2 separate regions of the Zea mays genome follow, and region 1 is linked to region 2. The links are chromatin contacts, called in public Hi-C maps. All regions are on one chromosome and are shown on one strand. Each heading gives the region's core, a stretch centred on a gene start, on an enhancer-like site or on the middle of the called end of the contact. The rest is flanking DNA. Distances are from core to core; before and after follow the strand shown. Region 1 has its middle 6.0 kb from the start of LOC103641085. Region 2 holds the start of LOC103641084 (probable xyloglucan glycosyltransferase 3).

The links. A called contact is a pair of places that touch in the nucleus more often than the background predicts.
Region 1: a Hi-C map of leaf shows a contact between it and region 2, with 8 times the contacts expected there. The contact joins the enhancer-like site here to the promoter of LOC103641084 in region 2. A contact is called at or near these places in 6 of 25 Hi-C or Micro-C datasets (bundle sheath, ear, endosperm and 2 more).

The regions. Positions count from the first base shown.
Region 1 is chr10:53,701,447-53,705,982 of Zm-B73-REFERENCE-NAM-5.0, forward strand. No RefSeq gene overlaps it. Among protein-coding and RNA genes, the nearest start is that of LOC103641085, 6.0 kb to the left of the region's middle. Within about 2 kb of position 2,510, at least 11 of the 20 cell types and tissues checked have an H3K27ac peak or open chromatin away from gene starts, as enhancers often do. A contact at or near this core is called in ear, endosperm, leaf and 1 more, where this site is marked.
Region 2 is chr10:53,594,839-53,599,124 of Zm-B73-REFERENCE-NAM-5.0, forward strand. It overlaps LOC103641084 (probable xyloglucan glycosyltransferase 3), which reads right to left and starts at 2,425. Exons shown (of 6, transcript XM_008664469.4): 1 at 2,123-2,425; 2 at 939-2,037; 3 at 518-826. The coding sequence starts at 1,781.

The DNA of each region.
Region 1 (4,536 bases), core at 1,260-3,759, 110 kb after region 2:
ACATTAAGTCATTCTTAATTTTCGGTCATTGTTCATTCTAGGAAACATTAAGTCATTTCGGAGTCTAGACATTAAGTCATTCTAGTAAACATCTAAGCAACATTAAGTTATTTTTAGTGTGCAAATATTTTTCATGTTTTCTTAGACATTCATTTGTTTTTAAGGGAAACATCAAGTCATTTTTCATGAAACATTAAGTCATTTTTTTGTTTTCGGTCATTCTTCATGTTTTCTTAGACATTTTTTGTTTTTCTTGTCATTCTAGAGTCTAGAAAACTAAGTCATTTTTTGTTTTTCCAGACATTTTTTTATGTCGATCGGCTTGGTCGGTCCAGGTGGGTGTGACGGGCAGCTCAATCTGTCGGCTTGGGACATGGGCGCAGGGGCCGAATTTTTTGTATTTTGTCCTTTTCTCGGAAAAAAAATTCACGTTTGGACCCTAAAAAAATTTAATGTCATTTTTGGACCCTCTGCTCGGCGCCATAGTCTATGGCGCCGAGGTAACACATCTCGGCGCCATAGGCTATGGCGCCGAGGTACGTGCTGCGCTGGCACAACCCGGACGACGTGGCACCAAGCTCGGCGCCAAGATATATGGCGCCGAGCTCGGATGTCTAACGATAAAGTTTGTCTAGCTCAGTCGGTAGAGTGCAAAGACTATAGCGCCGAGGTACGTGCTGCGCTGGCACAACCCGGACGACGTGGCGCCGACGTGTCACCAAGCTCGGCGCCAAGATATATGGCGCCGAGGTCGGATGTCTAACGATAAAGTTTGTCTAGCTTAGTCGGTAGAGTGCAAGACTTTTAACCATGAAGTTGTGGGTTCGAGCCCCATCGTGGGTGTTCAATATTTTTTATTTTTGTCACTAATTTTTTGTTTCCTTATTAGTTCAGGACACAAACTAAATGTGCGTTGCTTTGTTTTGTTTACTGAACCACAACAATTCACTGTCTGATTTCCTTCTTTTTCTTTAGGCTGCAGGCCTTTATTTCTGAGGTCAACGCATTTGGCAGGCCGCTATGGATGACCTAATGGCCCAAGGAATGCGTTATGCTAATCAGGTATTTACACTTAATTTCTCCTACTCTTCTGTTACTCATTTTTCTTTAGCTTTTCAGAGGTCATTTTCATGTCCCTGATGCAATTTATCGTATACCAGGCCCTTCTTACTGGATGCTCTGTCGGTGGTGTTTCTACCATACTTCACTGTGATGAATTCCATAGATTGTTTCCCTCGAATACCAGAGTCAAATGCCTAGCTGACGCTGGAATGTTTTTGACACGTATGCTCACACAATTGTATATTGGTGTGAATTGGTCCTTTAATCATTTGCAGTGTTGATGTTTCTGGCCGTCGGGAAATGAGATCCTTTTTCAATGGCATTGTGAGATTGCAGGTGTGCATCACTTCGTGAGCCATAGCTTTTTATTTTTGTTTTTAGTAAGAGCTTCTTCTTGCTATCAATGCTATACAGCGATGTATCTGCTATATCAGAATATTTTGTGCCAGTAGCAGTAACTTCATTTTTTTGTTGTCCATATTTTTCATTTATGTCGGTGATTTGTCCGTCCAGATTTATTTCTCATCTAGATTTTTTTTTGTTTTTTGACTGATTTTGGACTCTAAAACTCCAATAATCTAATATATTCGAAATTAGACTTTTTAATATTAATTAAATTTTATCATTGTACATTAATGTAAGATTATCATAGTCATTTGTTTATGATATAAATATTTTTAACATTTTATATGATGTACTTTAGTTTTTAGTATATTATTTAATGTTTAAAATCACTTGTAATTAGCGAGATGACGGAATCGCCTAATTGACACTGTAGACAACTTTGGTTTCGTGTGAGAGGAGTTTGTTTTTCCTACATGAATATTTGACCGGATCAAACCCTAGCTATATATAAAGGGAGCTGTTTCTTGCAGCTTTCATTCGCGCATGGATTTCGCGATGGTTCCTATTGTGTTCAGCTGATTTTACAAGAAAATAAAAAAAAATTAATGTAATCAAAGGAGCAGATATAAGGAGCGGCATAAACGAAAAAAAATTGACAAGAAAAAAACAAATCAGCGACAAAGACAAAAAGTATTGAACGCACACAATGGAGCTCAAACCCTCAACCTCAAGGTTAAGAGCCTTGCGCTCTACCGACTAAGCTAGACGAGCTTTGTGATTACACTTTCAAGCTCAGTGTCATAGATCTTGACGCCGAGCTTGGTGCCACGTCAGCGCCACGTCGTCTGGGTTGTGCCAGCGCAGTATGTACCTTGGCGCCATAGGCTATGGCGTCGAGATGTGTTACCTCGGTGCCATAGGCTATGGCGCCGAGGAGAGGGTTCAAAAATGACATTAAATTTTTTTAAGATTTAAACGTGAATTTTTTTTCCGATAATGAGACAAAATTAAAAAAAAAGTCGGACGCAGGGCAGCAGGGCGTGGTGGTGGCTGGCTCGGGTGGACAGGTGGACACGCCTTGTTAGCCTTCTATTTGGCCTGTGCTTTCGTGTAAGTGGGCCAGACCATCTAAACCCAAGACTCAACGGCGCCCAAGAGTGCCCAACCAGTGTTATTACAGGCCACATTTCTAAGGGCCTCAGAGAGCCATTGGTGAGCAGCACAATGTCCATCTACACTTTTTTGCTCCTATTCCATACTCTCCACGTTCAGAGTTAAAAGCAAAGCAATTGTAGGTATTTACGAATAGTAAATTAGGCTCGCCTAAATACTTTAGCAATAGTTAGGCTTCAACGGTGACTACTCTAAGTTCCCACAATGAGTCTGTTTGTGTTCAGATTTTTTCTGACCAACTTTTCTAAAAAATCTGGCTATGGAGAAAATCTGGCTGTGGAAAGAATCTCAGTATAGTGTGGACTACATGCGGAGGAAGATGAAGTGGTACAAAGGCTACGGGATCTAGAAAGCGATGAATTTCTACTATCGTGACGACTTGACCGATTTTGTGTTCATGTTGATTTTGGACAGTTTTTATTAAAACGATTTTTATAGAAGCAGGCTGAAAAGATAAAGCGTTTGACAGTCTGCAACAGCTTTTGGTGGCCAGAAGCTAAAAAATCCAACCAAGCAGGGCTATAGGACTAAACTTTAGCATTTGAGAACTGTTTGGATACAAGTACTAAACTTTAGTATATTACTTCTAATAATGCGGTGTGCAATAAACGAGTGACGATACTAGCTATGCAAAAGCTAGTGGCCCGTGCTTGGAGAGAGAAAGGTGTGTATGGGTGGAGGAGAGGGAAATGGTGTTAGGACCACTTTTAACACAGTTTAACATATTTAGTGGATCTAAAGTGCTAAAAGGTGCTAAACTTTAACACAACTAATTTTTAGTTGCCATGTTTATTTCTTCAATAGCTTAACTTTAGAAAAAAATACAATGCTAAAGGCGAAACAAATGGGCCATAGTCAGGGGCGGACCCAAGGGGGTCCAGGTGGACCACGACACACCCTAAGGCAGGCCCACCCAGACCCCTCCCTAATCGTCCGTTCTAGAGTCTAGACTTCATGGGCATTAGACTCGTTGCTTCATCTTCAATCTCCAATCCTCCATGAGCATGGAGCCACAAACAAGCAGGAGACAGTCAACGCCACCCCACAGCTCGCTCCCTGGACCCTAGCGCCCATCGTCGCCCCTGGCCTTAGCGACAGTCGCCGCCTTCCTGGGCCCTAGCGCGCCGTCAAAATGTGTTGTCACCGTGCCCAGCCAGCCATCCCTATGCGGCTGCGTCGGACCTTCCAGCGGTCAGCCGGCCACACGCCCGATGTCTCATCTTGTGGCGGTCAAGGGGATGTTGATACCCAATTCCCCATTCCCAAGGTTTTTATTGTGAATTGTAAAGCCTAGCGGCTTAACTGTTAGCTTTGAGTGTAAATATATAATGGTTAATCTATAATGCAATATATATTTTATTGCTGATTTTTGTTTTGTTAATTGTTGATTCAGTATTTAGTTTTAATGGCTGAAATATGAAGAAGCAAATAGATATATATTAGATTTTGATAGAAGTGTATATAAAAAAATTGTTTCGGCACATCCTAAATAAAAATTCTAGGTCCGCAGCTGGCCATAGTCTATACATTATATATTGGTGGCGCCTCTCACCCTCCACATTATCTAGTTAGGGCTTAATATGAAGTCTAATCATCAAGTACAGCACCAAGAACATCTATCAGCAACTGTGTGCTAGTATGTAATGTGTGGTAGGCCGTCATCCTATCCACCACCTAATTAATAGAACCATTAATCAGGGCCCTCTGATCTTCCATCTATGACGGAGACCGTTTGTCCTCTTGTCTTTGGCACCTTTTCCATGAGTCGCTTTATGCATTCACTCACTCCCCTTCTGCTTCCCAGCTGTCCCAAATTGATGCTGATGCCATTGTAGGAATATCGAAGTAGTAATTTTATTGCTCCTCTACCACCGTGCTCATTTATTTTTCTTAGAAAAAAACTCGAAGGCGAGAGGTTGACCTCTCCCAACGCATAAATAGGAGAAATTAGTACTA
Region 2 (4,286 bases), core at 1,175-3,674:
CAAAGATAAGACTATTAATTTGTCTCAGTACCATATCATCGAGATCTAGATTATTAAGATACTGTATTAGGTCCTACGATCCAGGCCGGTCATTAAGGTGTCCATTCTTTTGTCATTAATATATTGTGTGCACCAACCAATGGCCTAAGTCAACCGAGAATCTGAGATTTGGACGTACGTACAAGCTGGTGTTTCATGTCACCGTACCTATTTGGTTTTTCCTCCACTGAGAAATGAGCTAAACCTACTGACTAGAATGAGTAGTGTCGTTGCTTTAATTAGGGTCATAAACCGAGTTACAGATCACAATGTTTTATGGAATAGTTTACATGAATCTCGATCAATCTAGCTACTAGAAGCGCACATCACAACTATATGTTTGCAGTATATATATAGCCACGCCGCCGCACCATATAAATATATATACTTACTTGCGCCGACGACGTTGAGATGTGGATGTGAATGTGATGACTGATGAGCTATAAAGTTCTAGTGTAGTCTGTAGAATACGTCTCACCTTGAAGTGTGGCACGGTGAGCTTGAGGAAGTCCGGGTTGGGCTGGAAGTCGGCGTCGAAGATGGCGACGAACTCGTAGTCCTTGACGTAGTCGCAGGCCATGGCGGACTTGAGGTTGCCGGCCTTGTAGCCTGTGCGCGAGAGGCGGTGGCGGTAGATGACGTTGACGCCGCGCTGGCTCCACTTGGTCACCTCCGCCTTGATCAGCATCCGGCACACCTCGTCGTCCGAGTCGTCCAGCACCTGGATCAGAAGCCGATCCCGCGGCCAGTCGATCTGGCACACGTGCGAGATGGACGTCTCGTACACCTGCATGCATAACATGTTTGATTCATCCGTCCCTCCTTCATGTCACGTCGTAAGAAGCACCGATCGACTGGTGTATCGAACTGTGAGTTTTCTTGTGCTACTAGCTACTGACCTCTTTCTCGTTGCACATGGGCATCTGGACGAGCACCATGGGGAAGTAGCCGTCGGCGTCGCCATCGGCGAAACCGTTCTCGGCATCCGCGCTCTTCCTTCCAGTAGTTCCACGGGGCTTGCCGCCGGACGCGGGGACACGCGGCTTGATGCCGCGGATCTTGATCCAGAAGCACGCGAGGCACTGCACGATCCGGTCCACGGACTGCACCATGAAGAGCAGGATGCAGAAGCTGGACAGCTTCTGGATGGCCCAGGCGATGTAGTCGACGCGGAACTCCAGCCAGGCCACGTACGCCCGGTGCAGCCAGCCCTGGATCTCCTGCCGCTCCGGCATGCGGAGGTGGTCCGGCAGCTGGCGCAGGTTCTCGGGGAGGTGCCGCAGGTGCTCGGGGAGGTGCTGCAGCTGCTCCTCCAGCTCCTGTAGGTTCCCCGGCAGGTGCTGCGGGAACTGCCAGCCCTTAAGGTGGGCCACGGTCTCGAAGGCCAGCATGGCGAGGGAGAGCAGCAGGAACGCGCGCAGAAACCGCAGCATGGCGCGGCCGCGGCCCGAGGCCTCGGCGTCCGGCTCGTCGTCCGCGTCGCGGCTGCGGCGCACGCGCCGGTTCACGGCGCCCAGGACGCCCCAGAACCCTCCCGCGAGCCAGGCCACGCAGCCCACGGCGCGGTGCGCGCGCAGCAGCAGCACCCACGTGAACTGCTTTGCGTTCTTGCCCCGGGCCTTGTCGGCGGGCGGCACGCCGAGCCCGTCGATCTCCACCAGGGAGTAGGGGTTGTCCATCTTCACCACCACCGGCGTGCCGTCCTGGTCCTCGCCGCCCCACCACGAGCTCGGCGGCGCCATGGATGCACGTAGTTCGCGCCCGGCAGTTAGAGGTATAGCGCCGTAGCGGCCGATCTCCCGATCAGTGTGTGGGCTCTCGATCGGAGGCGCAACCGTTTATTGGTGCTGCTCCCGACAACAACACAGCCTGCCCTGGCTGGCCTTTCGAAGTTCTTAGGCTGTGCTAGTGAAGTGACGGTGCCTGGCTGCTTGCTGCTACTAGCTGCACCAGCTGCTGATGTCTAGATCTTCAGTTTCTTACCTCAGGTTAATTAGCCTGCAAACATCATCGTAGCAATTATGAACTCGATCTCCGATAAGCTAAGTGAGTGAAGGGTGGTATCAGATCATGCAGTACATACCTTGTAACCTGATGAGAGAACCCTAGCTTCTTCTGAGCTTCAGATCCAAGAAAGGTACGGTATGACCAGTACTGCCTCGGTCGAAGCAATGCACACACAGCCACACACGGACTTTCTAGCACGCATCCACTGCGTCACAATAGCACACACTGTGGTACGTGTCTAGAAATGAGCTCACACACAGTGGCTAGCTGGTTGAGCTTGATGATAGTAGAGCTTCCGTGGAGAGTAGCTTGGCTGGTTGCTACTTCTGTACTACATGCTCCATGCACTAGAGACTCTAGAGTAAAGCCTCATGGCGTCCACTAGGAGGGTTTTATAGAGAGAGAACTGCAGTGCAAGTGCAATAGCTAGTTCAGAAAACACTACCAGTGGTGGCTACTGCGGTACTGCCTACAGTGCCAATTTCTATTTTCTAGAAGAAAATGATTAAAAATAGAGGAAAATTGAAAAAAAGAGCACATTGCTTTATTTTTTTAGTTGCAGTAGCATAGTAGAGGCTGCAAGGTTTGACCTGATTTGTGCATTAAATTCATGTTAGAGGTGTTGCATGCTGCCTTGACTTGTTGGCGGGGGATCGAGCCAGGAATCTGCCATTTGCCAGCACGGTGTTCGTCGATCGAGCCCATGCCATGTGGGGTCTTTTAATGAACCACGGGCCGCAAGCCCGTTGCGTTTGGAGAGGGATCGAGCCTCTCTCGCTTACGTCTCTATTATAACCTAACGCGGACAGCTGTTGCTATCACGACTTCATATTTCCCATGTCTAGCATCCGCAAAAATAGTGCAAAACAAGCCCTTTGAACCCACAGCCCTCTTCTGTTTTAGAAATTTGGGGCTAACTATTAAACCACACATATCTTAATGTTTATAAATAAACAAAAATTATATTTATAGTCTAGAGGCAGTTCTCCCGCTTCGTGGCAACGCACGATCACATATCTAGTCAAATAATAAGTATTGGAGTAGTATATTACTACTGCTAATCTCTGTACTATGAGCTACAAAATGCATCATATGCTAATTAGTGTGAATTAACCGTTAGGCTCTCACAGCAAGCTGCGGTACCGACCGGAATCGACCGGTCTCTGCAAACAAATGCTTTAAAAGTTTTAGAGCATTGAGCTTATTTTTTAGCTCTAAAGCTCTCAGTGAGATGGACTAACCCTAGACAGAATCAAAAAATCAAAAAAAATTCGGCATCCGTAATAATTTTTGGTGGCATCTAAGGAGACAGCTGAAAATTAATTATTTTTAGTGGCTAAAGGTAAGCTGTAAATAAAAACATATTTTTGATGGTCCGCATTTAGCCTAAACAATAACATAATTAGAATCGTCGAAAATAAACTTTTTTTTATTTTCGGTGGCTAGCTCATAGCCAAAAAAAAAATAAGATCTTATTTTCGATCATTTGTTTGTAGCCACAAAAAATAAGCCGGATATAAAAGTTGTGCCCGTCCTTTCGCTCTCATCTCCATGTTGTCGCCGCTGCTCTCTTGATATTGCTGCTGCCGCTCGTGCCGACCTGCACACACCCGCCCGTCTCTCCCTACCGATGCCATAGGCCCTGTTTGACACAGCTTCTGCTTGTTAAAAAAGCAGCTTATCTAATAAGTTGGTGAAAAGTAGCTTCTGCTTGTTGGCTGTCTTTAGTGTATTCTGAGAAACAGCTGAACTGATAAGCTGATGCAGAAGCTAACTGTTTGACAGAACTTCTGCTTAAATTTGTGAAGAAACTGAAAATAAGCTGTGCCAAACAGGGTCATAGCCTCCTGCCCACCATCGTGCGCCTGTAATGTTTAGGGTTGCCACCGTCATGTTCGCATTGCCCCTACTCGAGCCTCCTCCCATGCCAGTCCACGCGCAACGCCCAACCCCTATATTTGCCTGCCATCGTTGCCACGCCCCGCACTAGCATAGTTGAATCCATGTCAATACCTCTAACAATTACAAATAAGTATGACTCGATCTAGTGGCGGATCTAGGAATTTTATATAGGGTGTACCACAACAAAATTTTTATGTACAATTCAAACCAAAACATTGTCAACTACAAAGTTTCATAACTTTTTAAGACCTACAATTTTTCTATTGGTGGTTTTTCCATTCAAGATCGTTTTCAAAATTCAAATTTTAATTTTTTTTAAATTCAGACGTAGTTTTCAT